2 separate regions of the Hordeum vulgare genome follow, and region 2 is linked to region 1. A link is a contact called in public Hi-C data. All regions are on one chromosome and are shown on one strand. The core of a region is the stretch at or near the end of the contact, and the rest is flanking DNA. Distances in the headings are between cores, read along the strand shown.

Region 1 (5,155 bases), core at 1,733-4,232:
CCAGACGGGTCCCACACTTGTACTTTTATCAATATTGTAGGTCGGTGGGTTCGTCTATAAACCTCCCCGATCCCCCTCCATGCAGAGGGTCGATCAACTGAGCACACACACCAACCACATAAGAGAGGCAGACGCAGCCGGCAGCTCCTTCTTCCTCCACAATACAGCTCCAGGAGCACTTTGTAGTCTCATTCATACATAATACACTCCGACATGACTAGGTGTATTATCTCTACGGAGAGCCCTGAACCTGGGTACATCGTCCGTTCCATGCGTGTACCAACCTCGTTCCCAGCGCCCTCCGGTGTCACTTTGGTTCCCGTCATTTTTAGCCTACCCATGACTTATGTTGCGAGTATTCATCGACAAAGATGGATAGAGCAATATCTGTATTCAAAGCAAAATGTTGTGATGTGTGAACCGGCCCTTTAATATCCTGGTTCAATATAATCTATCTTCCTCTTATTTTCATGATAGTTGATTCATGATGGTTGATGATTTTTCTTGCGGGTAACATGGTAATTGGTGATTGATACGGGAACTAAAGTAGCATGGCCTAGAACTACTTTTTGTGTGTCGCGTCGGTCCATTTTTGCTACCGTGACATCTATTCCATTCATGAAAAGCATGTTTCATTGTTATGGTTATATTTTTTCTACTCAACGGTCCGTTTGTATTGTCATGGAATCTTTCTCACGAGTCAGGTGTTGTAGTACAATAGTAGTCTTTTTGTGTGCCTATTTTTAGAGCGGTGCTACGTGTTTGTCGGCCGATCTCTTAAAAGATCAATCGGGTTGCTAGCCGCCAGATCTAGCGTCATCAAGTGGTTGATGGTCTATTAACTTTTGCAATACAGATCATGTTATAATTTTTTTTTTGTAACAGAGACCATGTTGCAAAAACTTTTGTAGATTTTCTTTTGCAACAAGTTTTTTATAAAATATTATTTTTTAACAAAGATAGTGTTGTGGAAACACGTGAAGAATATTTTTTGCAACAAGAGTTTCTTATAGAATACTTTCCGCAACAAAAATCATGTTGCCAAAACATTTGTAGATTTTTTTGCAATAAATTTGTTATAGAATATTTTTTGCACAAAGATCATGTTGCAGAAATGTTTGTAATTTTTTTACAATAGAAATCATGTTGCAGAAACGTGTGTATATATTTTTATAACAAAGGCCTTGTTGCAGAAAATTTGTGCAACAAAGATAATATTGCAGAAATCATACATCGATGACACCAACGATTGAGACGTGAGGTGGGTCGATGGACGGTGCAGTTCTTACATCATCAAGACACGTGAAGGCGGGGCGGCAGACGATAGTAGGCTTTTATCAGGACGTATGATTGGTAGCAAAGGAGGTGGACGCGTGCGCGTTATCAGCGGGATGAAATGAAGTGTTTTCTCCATTTTTACTCTTATTATATGTCAACATTTTAACTGTGCATCCTACCCTCAGAAAGAAAAGAAAATGTGTATCCGTGTTGCAACACGGAAACAATTTCCTAGTTGTTATTAGAGAGGAAATGTAAGAGCATATCTAGGAGATCCCGTAAAAGAGCGATCCGTAAAATGGGTTTACACAATTTTACGGTGTCATTTCGTGCGCCAAAGATCTAACCTTGTATATGAAACTGTAAAATTTGAAAAAAAAAGTTTGCGGGTGAAGCTACATCATAATTTTCATCGAACTACATCATGGTTCTTCATGAAACTACATCACTTCTTCATCAAACTACATCAGTTTTTCATACTACTACTACGTAGGGGGATCTGCGGGCCGTGCAGCGTACCCGAGCCAAGGCTACCAAAAATAACGGGTGTGGCGGCGACGACGCGACGGAGGAGCCGAAGGAGCTCTGTCCTCGACGGAGTCGAGGTCGATCCAGATCTTGTCCTGCTCGGCCTTCAGGACGCGCAGGTCCGCCTTCTTGGACGCGCTCGCCTGCAACACTGTGTCCCCTTGCTCGAGGAAGATCTGCTCGATCTCGAGCTCGCGGCGTCCTCCCCCGCCTCCCCACCGAGCGCTCCATGATGGCGCGCATGAGGTGATCCTCCTGCCTCGGGGGAGGTAGTCCTCGGGGCCGATGACCACTCCAAACAACGGGACGTCGTCGTCCTTGAGCTTGACGGCGAGCGGCCCGAGCTCCTCTGCCCTCATATTCACCGGAGTGATGGTCCACGAGGACGAGGCGCCCCTGGACGAACTCCTAGCGGCAGAGGTGCGGAGTCGGCGTTGGAGGCGCGGGTAGCGATGGCGCTCAGTGTCATCCCCTCCATTTTCGTGGTCGTCCATGGTCGGGACGACCCACTATGGGTTTTTTGTCTCGTCGGCGGCGGGAAATTAGGGTTGAATGGGAGATGAATCGTGGCGGAGCTGCGGCGGCAGAGGATAAGGTTTGACCCGTAAACGCGTTGTGAAACCGCATATATGCCGATTGGAGATGTCTTTTTTCAGGTCGCTGTAAAAAATTTATGGACCAAATACGCGATACGGGGTCTGTTATGGTCACTAAAACAGATCGAACTCGTATATTCGTTGAAATTGTACGGATATTTTTTTACGGGGTTTGATGCTCTAAAACAAAGCTAAAGAAAAGCTTAGAGAAAGGAAGACTTGCAACGACCAACCCCAAGTCAAAGAAACCCTCCCACCGAAGCTCTCTCCGCCGGAAGAAGCAAAACAAAACCAAAACCAAATTGTTCATCCACACTTGCCCTTCCCCTTGTTTTCCTTGCTGGTTCCAATCCAGCCTTCACCTGACGTGCCGCCCTCACCTCCACAAAAAAAATGGCCCCACGAGCCCCTGGCCCACCGGGCAGCCACCCAGGAAGCCGCCCCTCCTCACGCTCCCGGCCGGCAATCATGCCACAGGACCCACCATTTGCGGGTCCCACCACGTGGCACCAATCCGACCCGGGCGGCGCACGTCACCCACTTTCCCCATTCGCGCTTCCCCCCGCCCTCCTCCTTCTTCCCCCGAATCCCCAATCCCACGCTCCTCTCCCCCTCCCTTCCTCCCCTGGATCTCCTCCTCCCGCCCCGCCCCGCCGCACCTCCCCGCCCACGGGAGCCCCCGCCGCTCGCCCGTGGGCCCCGCCGCCTCCCGCTCCTCCGCTCCGAGGGCTCCAGGAAGGAGAGGGGAGGGAAAGCTCGAGCCTTTGATGCCCGGCAGCCGATGGCGACGCCGGCCGTAGACAAGCCCGACGGGGTGGAGATCCGCGAGGTGTGGGCGGAGAACCTCGAGGCCGAGTTCGCCGTGATCCGGGACATCGTCGACGACTACCCCTACGTCGCCATGGACACCGAGTTCCCGGGCGTCGTCTGCCGCCCGCTCGGCACCTTCAAGTCCAACGCTGACTTCAACTACGCCACGCTCAAGGCCAACGTCGACATGCTCAAGCTCATCCAGCTCGGCCTCACCTTCTCGGACGAGCGCGGCGGCCTCCCCGCCCTCGGCCCGGACGGCCGCCCCTGCGTCTGGCAGTTCAACTTCCGGGGCTTCGACCCGCGGACCGACGTCGCCGCCGCCGACTCCATCGACCTGCTGCGCCGCAGCGGGATCGACTTCGCCCGCCACGCCGCCGAGGGGGCTGACTCGCGCCGCTTCGCCGAGCTGCTCATGTCCTCCGGGGTCGTCCTCAACGCCGAGATCCACTGGGTCACCTTCCACAGCGGCTACGACTTCGGCTACCTGCTCAAGCTGCTCACCGGCTCCAACCTGCCGGACACCAGCTCCGGCTTCTTCGACCTCATCAGGATTTACTTCCCCGTGATCTACGACATCAAGCACTTGATGAGATTCTGCAACAGCCTCCACGGCGGACTGAACAAGCTCGCTGAGCTGCTCGACGTCGAGCGGGTCGGAATCTGCCATCAGGCAGGCTCTGATTCTCTGCTCACAGCGCTCTCTTTCAACAAGCTCAAGGAGTCATACTTCGGTGGATTGACTGAGAAATATGCTGGTGTGTTGTATGGTCTAGGCACAGAGGGCGGGGAAACCACCTCTGTTCACTGAGTACTGGATAGTTAAATAAATGATGAACTATTTATGAGAGAAAAGGAGAAACCTGTCTGCTGATTGAATGTGTGATGTCTGATTATATCCCTTTGCTTGACACCGAAAAGGTACTACCTTTCCCTCAACTACTTGCTCTGCTGAATGTGTTTAGGTTAGATGACTGAGTTTTTGTTGTTTGATTTTGCATGCTGAAGTTGATGAAACACGCTCTAGATACTGGTTAAAGTCTGCCTATGCTGATTCTTCACACGACCTGTAGAGTTAAACACTTGATAGATAGCAAAAAGAACACTTCTTTTGTCATGCATATAGTGTTGATTGCTTACTGTTGTGTGTTTTGTTTGAGGAATCACCTACCTCCCGTCATGGACAGGCGCATGGCTAACCATGGCAGTCAATGACTCCAATTCTACCACTAGTTGGTTCAAGCTGTATACTACAGTATATATGTCCATGCTTCCAGACCAATAGGGTACTTTCTGGTGTCGAACTTTCTGGTCCATGCTTCCATACCAATGGACGGTGGAAGTACTGTATTATGTGAAGAGGGGCATCATTTAACCATTTATTAGGAGATTAAGCAGAGATGACCAAAGAATTTGTTTCCCAGTCATGAGCTCTGAGTCTCTGCGTCATGGACAAGGATAAGCTCAGCTGTTGTTCATATATATTGTCAGGATTCTGTTTAGTGCCACTTATTTTGGGAAGAAAGGAGTAGCATTTAGCAAGGACTGTCTATTATGTAAAGAATAGCAATCATATCCAAATAACTCAAGAAACTTTCCCTAGACATGATTCAGAGTCTAAGAATCATGTATGTACCAGGATCAGGTCAGTGGCCGGTCTGAGGAACGGAGGATGATTTCAGATGCTGCCCTCTCTAGTAGTCTGGTCACACCCATCAACCCATCCTCTTCTTTCTTCTCCTCTCTCGTCCAGTCATAGCACTTGGGTAGTTTTGAGAGCGACCTTTTTAATTGGGGTTATAACTGAACTGTCACCTCTTAAATTTTACTTTCTGAAGGTATCTTTGGTAGAAACATTTTTTGAAAGCGGCCTCTTTCATTATGGTTATAGAAGTTCCATGTGTTGGCTGTTCATTTTTGAATTGATCTATATTCATGGACTG
Region 2 (5,155 bases), core at 903-3,402, 200 kb before region 1:
ATTAAATTATCTCCTAACAAGAAAGGTGAGCGAGGCTCCTTCGATTCGAAATGCTTGAGAATTCATGTTGGTAACGCTATGCAACACCATCCATGCATGTAAGCTGTTATCCTGGGTTCATTTGTATGCCTTATATGATAGTATTATATAATAGAGCTAACAATAAACTGATGCAAATATCATAAAACAATACAGGTGCTCCTAAAAGCCAGGACAACCCTACCTGTCCGGAATTCCTGCTGATTGCAGCTTGTTCTCTAAGAAGAGCTTGTTCTGAGTCTCCAGACTCTTCCACGTCAAACTTTGCTCTGTCAAAGTCTCTCAAGTCAAGGAGGGAAGCATGTTGTTGCTTCACTCTGAGACTTGATCGAAGCCGATAGAATTCCTGTGGAATTATTGAATTAGCAACTTTTTGGAATTATGAGAGAAATCTAGCCGTTCTATATGTGGTGTCCATTCAAAGAGTATTGCTCTGCGGCAAACTTTATAATTCATGGTTATTATGACTGGGGAGAAATTAATAGAAACCTTGATTTAACATCAGATGTAAACACACTGTAATTATGAAGAATGTGGTTACTTGGTGTAAGAGGGAATTATTGGAACCTGTGTAAGGTCTTGCAAAATCTCCATATGACGGGTTAATGTATGAGAAAGAACTTCCGAGCCTCCTGACGATACCCAGGTTTGCATTTGAGAATTTACTTGCTGAAGTTGCTTTAGTGATCTTTCTATATCAGTCTCGATATCATTCTCTGAACCATCTGATTTCATAGAAACCAATTTACGGTATGCAATCATTTGGTCGTCTAACTGAGCTTCCAACCTCCTCGCCTACAAGCAGAAATTGTACAGGAACAACATTAACCATGCACACACGCACATCAAATACCATCTATCAGGCTACTCATAGCTTCATGAAACCATAAAGCCATCTTCAACGCAAGTCACTTATACGGGTGCTGAGGGAAATAAAAATATATCATAAAACTAAAAGAAGAATCCGAGCGTTTATCTGTTTCACAATGCTAGACGCTAACCGATAGGCGCTAATAAAATCAAAGTCCAGGCTGGTGCAACAGTGTTTTACCCCGCACGGCATAAAAGGCCCAAGCGCCCGATTCAATTTCTTGAGTTCATGCCTCATCTGACGCCAGGAATTGATGACCTAACTACCTATCTACCAGGATGTCCATCCTAGCGCCTCTCTGTTAGCACCCATGTAGGCCATGCCCTAACGCAGCAATCGTATTTAGTAGTGACATCGTTACAGAAAATAACTTGGCATGGCGCCTTCTTAGCCTAGCAAAGGATGGGTTCAGCCATAGACTCGTACCATACAGTCCGAACACACTAACCGTAAATACCTGACTCTCATGAACAAGCCGGCAACGCATTGCATTACTAGATAGTACTCCATAAGCACGATTACACAATCTAACCAACAAAAGCTTCAGATGGAGAAGGGGCAGTTCGGTAGGATCAAAACTCTAGTCAGTTGCACACTGGATTAGTGGCACATTGCTCCAAATTTACCATGTTAGTCAAAGAAATGGGCTATACCTGCAGCACAGTTTTTTGAACATAGCCACTATGAAACTAGTCTTGGTGTCACGAAAACTCTACAGTTTCAGAAGACGAAGGAAAACGCATTTCGTTCCACAGGCACGGACTACGGATTCGACGAACGAGGCGCTCCAATTTTACGAGGGTCGCCTCTCACGAATTCAGCGGGCAGCGGGGGGAAATCGTCGGCCCGAATACCACAGCGGCAGCGCACTGCGCGGCGCGGGCGCCGGCCAGGGCCGGATCTCGGGCGAGCGGACAACGGCAAGGGGTACCGGGGAGCGGGAGAGAGCGCGCGACGCGGGGATCCGAGGGGGCGGGTATTCACCTGCTTGCGAAGGGCGTCCCAGGACGACGCCTCCATGGCTCCGAGCTCCTCGGCGGCGCCGTCCTAGTGATCCGCCGGGAGATCTCGAGCGGGGGGCGCGGCTGGATCTCGCGCGCGCGCGGCGAGCGAATCAGTGGGAGAGGGTTGGAAGGGGTGGAAAGGGGTGGGTTGCCCGATGGCGTTGGAGAGGGAGAAGCGTCAGGTCGGGGGCACCGTGGTGGTCAACTGGTCGGGTGAGGCTCGGTGGCACGGTGCAGCCACCAATCCGGGGGGGCCCGAGAAAGCCAATATGGTGGCATAGTGCACAATTCGACACTTCTGGTCTACCAAACCTTTATTTTTAAATTAATATAAAAAATTTAAAAAAATCCATACCAAACTACCTAGGCCCTATTTGATTTGCATAATTCTTAGCACCTACCTTTGATTTATAGAAGGAAGGACAGAGTAAAACCCAAGCCAGTTGCTAACAGCATCTCTAACACATCCTGTATAAGTGGTCAAATACCTAAAAAAAATTATGTTTACAGTTTTGATCCCAAAAAGTATGTAGAATAAAAACCGTAAAAGTAATCTAACCCGTAAAAAGTTTAAGGGGCACGGTAAAGCCACATCCGAAACTCTTATTTTTGAAGGTTGGAATGCCGATTCTAGGGGGCCGTATACCGGTCAAACCTCGTCGTAGCAAACACGACGCCGCGAAATTTGCCGGAATCCGTCCTAAACTTGCCGGAATACATCACTGCGCGTCGGAAAAGGCCGTTGGACGCGACAATCGATCGCCGCCGGTTTGAATTGGACGAGCTCGACCTCGCCATGGCCTCCCATGACCTCAACCTGGCCGCCGGAATCCTCTTTGCGCGGCAAGCAAAGGGGCACGGCTCGACCGGCGCGGCTGACAACAGAGCAAGTCGCTGACGACGGAGGCGACGGGGCATGGCCGGCGGGCGACAAGGTGTGGTCAGCGAGGCTGGTCGCGCCCGGCGTGGTGATGGGGCGCGGCCGACGGGGACTGGTCGCGGCTGGCAACAGAGCAAGTCGCTGACGGCGGAGGCGATGGGGCATGGCCGGTGGGCGACAAGGCGTGCCGACGAGGCTGGTCGCGGCCGGTGTGGTGATGGGGCGCGGCCGACGGGGACGGGCCGCAGCCGACGTGACTGACACGGACGGCTGGAGGAAGGGGCAACGGCCGTCGTACCAGAGGAAGGAGCTCTTTACGGTAATTTTACAGTTTATGTTTGAAAATATTTAAAATGGACCCTTAAAATGCTTTTTTTTATCCGTATTCTATTTTTACAGTTTGCATTTTTAGAATGTCTGCTAGAGATGCTTTAACAATGGGTAAGGTTGAAGCATCATTACAAACACCTAGCAAAGGAAAAAAAAAAAGGCAAATTTCTCACAAATATAAGTAAATGTCATGCACCCATCAACTTTCAATCATGCATATCGTTAAAAGTAAGATCAATGAGATCTGACACATTACGCTGCTGAGAGGTTGCTCTGCTTCCAAAGATGCGAGTGGATTAGGATGAGGAGACAATCAAAAACACGATGATCTCTGCCTACAAACCTGGCCCTTGCATCTTATACCATCGAAGCATTAATGTGTGTATGCGATTGGGCAGTTGACGTTGATTTGGAGGTCGGAGAAGCACCGACGCCATGTCTCCCTGGCCCTCACACACTTGACAATAATGTGGTCGATATTGTCCTCGTCTTGCACACACACAAAGCAGCTAGTAGCATATCCGTCGTCGAGAGCATATCTTGCATCACGTACCAGATGAAGATTTTGCACTTGAGCGATGCCCAATACTTCCAAATGCAAGCAGTGTCCGGAAATCTAGTTTTTCCTTCACACAGTAACCGGTAAACAAAGCATGCGTTGTACTGCCGTGACGTCGTCCATGGGCAAATAAAAACATCACGCGATGTGGGAGATAATTGAGGGGGTGTTTGTTTTCACGAATTTTTTGATGTAGGGACTAAAAAAAGTCCCATATGAAACAAACAGGAGGGACTTTTAGGGACTAAAGTGGGGTGTTTGAGACTATTTGGAGAAGTACCTGTGGGAGGGATTTTTTGGGACTTTTTCCTACCCTGCCCCGCATCGCATCGCGTCTCTGGTCTTATCCGCTTGCTCGTCTCCCTCCAGCCGCTCGCGCTCGCGTCTCCCACCTCGGCCGCCGCCGCCGCCGCCAGTTCCCTCGGCCGCCGCCGCCGCCGCCAGTGCCCTCGTCCCTTCCCCTGCCGCTGCCAGTGCGCTCGGCCGCCGCTGCCAGTCCGGCCGCCGCCGCCGCCATGGATGAAGACGACGAGACGCAGCTCCCCTCTACGTTGAGTCTATAGGCCTATTTTTGTGGATAGTAGGTTCCCCGCAATCTTTAAGACAAGCAGAAAACAGATTTGTTAGGTCACTGGACACAATTGTAAGGAAGTTTGATAAAGTTTTGGCATGTCTGATCAAGCTAGCAAAAGACATTATCAAGCCAATAGATCCTCAATTCAACATTGTGCACTCAAAACTAAGATGTACAAAATATTCACCATTTATGGACAATTGCATTGGAGCAATAGATGGGACACACATATAGGTTGTGGTACCAGTTGCCACTGCTATCCAGCATAGGAATAGACATAAGGAGATGAGTCAGAATGTGATGTGTGTGTGTGACTTTGATATGAGATTCACATTTGTCCTAGCCGGTTGGCCAGGATCAGTGCATGACATGAGGGGTCTTCAATGATGCCCAATCCAGATTTGGTGCAAAGTTTCCAAAACCACCACCTCAAAAGTTCTATCTTGTCGATTCGGGATACCCAAACAGACCGGGTTATCTTGCACCATACAAGGGTTTAACCTATCATTTCCAAGAGTACCGTGATGGCACAATGCCTAGAGGAAAAAAAGAACATTTCAATTTCAGCCATTCTTCACTTAGAAATGTCATTGCGAGGTGTTTTGGAGTCTTGAAGAACAAGTGGAGGATTTTGTTTCACTTACCTAGTTATCCACAACAGAAACAAAGCAAAATCATTGTGGCTTGCATTGCATTGCACAATTTTATTAGACAAAGTCAACTATCCGATATAGATTTTGACTTGTGTGATGAAGATGAAAATTATGTACCATTGTCTATGGCAACGACTACTCCAAGAAATGATTCAACCAATGAGACGGATAGTGCTGTTATGAATCAATTTAGAGATTGGGTCGCTAATGGGTTATGGTCGTTGAAACAACAATGATATTACTTC

What was found. Hi-C and Micro-C count contacts between places; a contact is called where the count stands out from the background.
Region 2: a contact with region 1 is called in a Hi-C map of leaf, with 5 times the contacts expected there. The contact joins the promoter of LOC123398208 here to the promoter of LOC123398198 in region 1. A contact is called at or near these places in 4 of 6 Hi-C or Micro-C datasets (leaf and seedling) and 1 of 1 datasets of contacts at active chromatin or transcription factors (embryo).

The regions. Positions count from the first base shown.
Region 1 is chr5H:446,524,600-446,529,754 of MorexV3_pseudomolecules_assembly, reverse strand. LOC123398198 (probable CCR4-associated factor 1 homolog 7) reads left to right here and starts at 2,982. Exons shown (of 1, transcript XM_045092697.1): 1 at 2,982-4,091. The coding sequence starts at 3,184. The coding sequence ends at 4,023.
Region 2 is chr5H:446,724,717-446,729,871 of MorexV3_pseudomolecules_assembly, reverse strand. LOC123398208 (Golgi SNAP receptor complex member 1-1) reads right to left here and starts at 2,152. Exons shown (of 5, transcript XM_045092707.1): 1 at 1,895-2,152; 2 at 607-834; 3 at 224-385. The coding sequence starts at 1,930.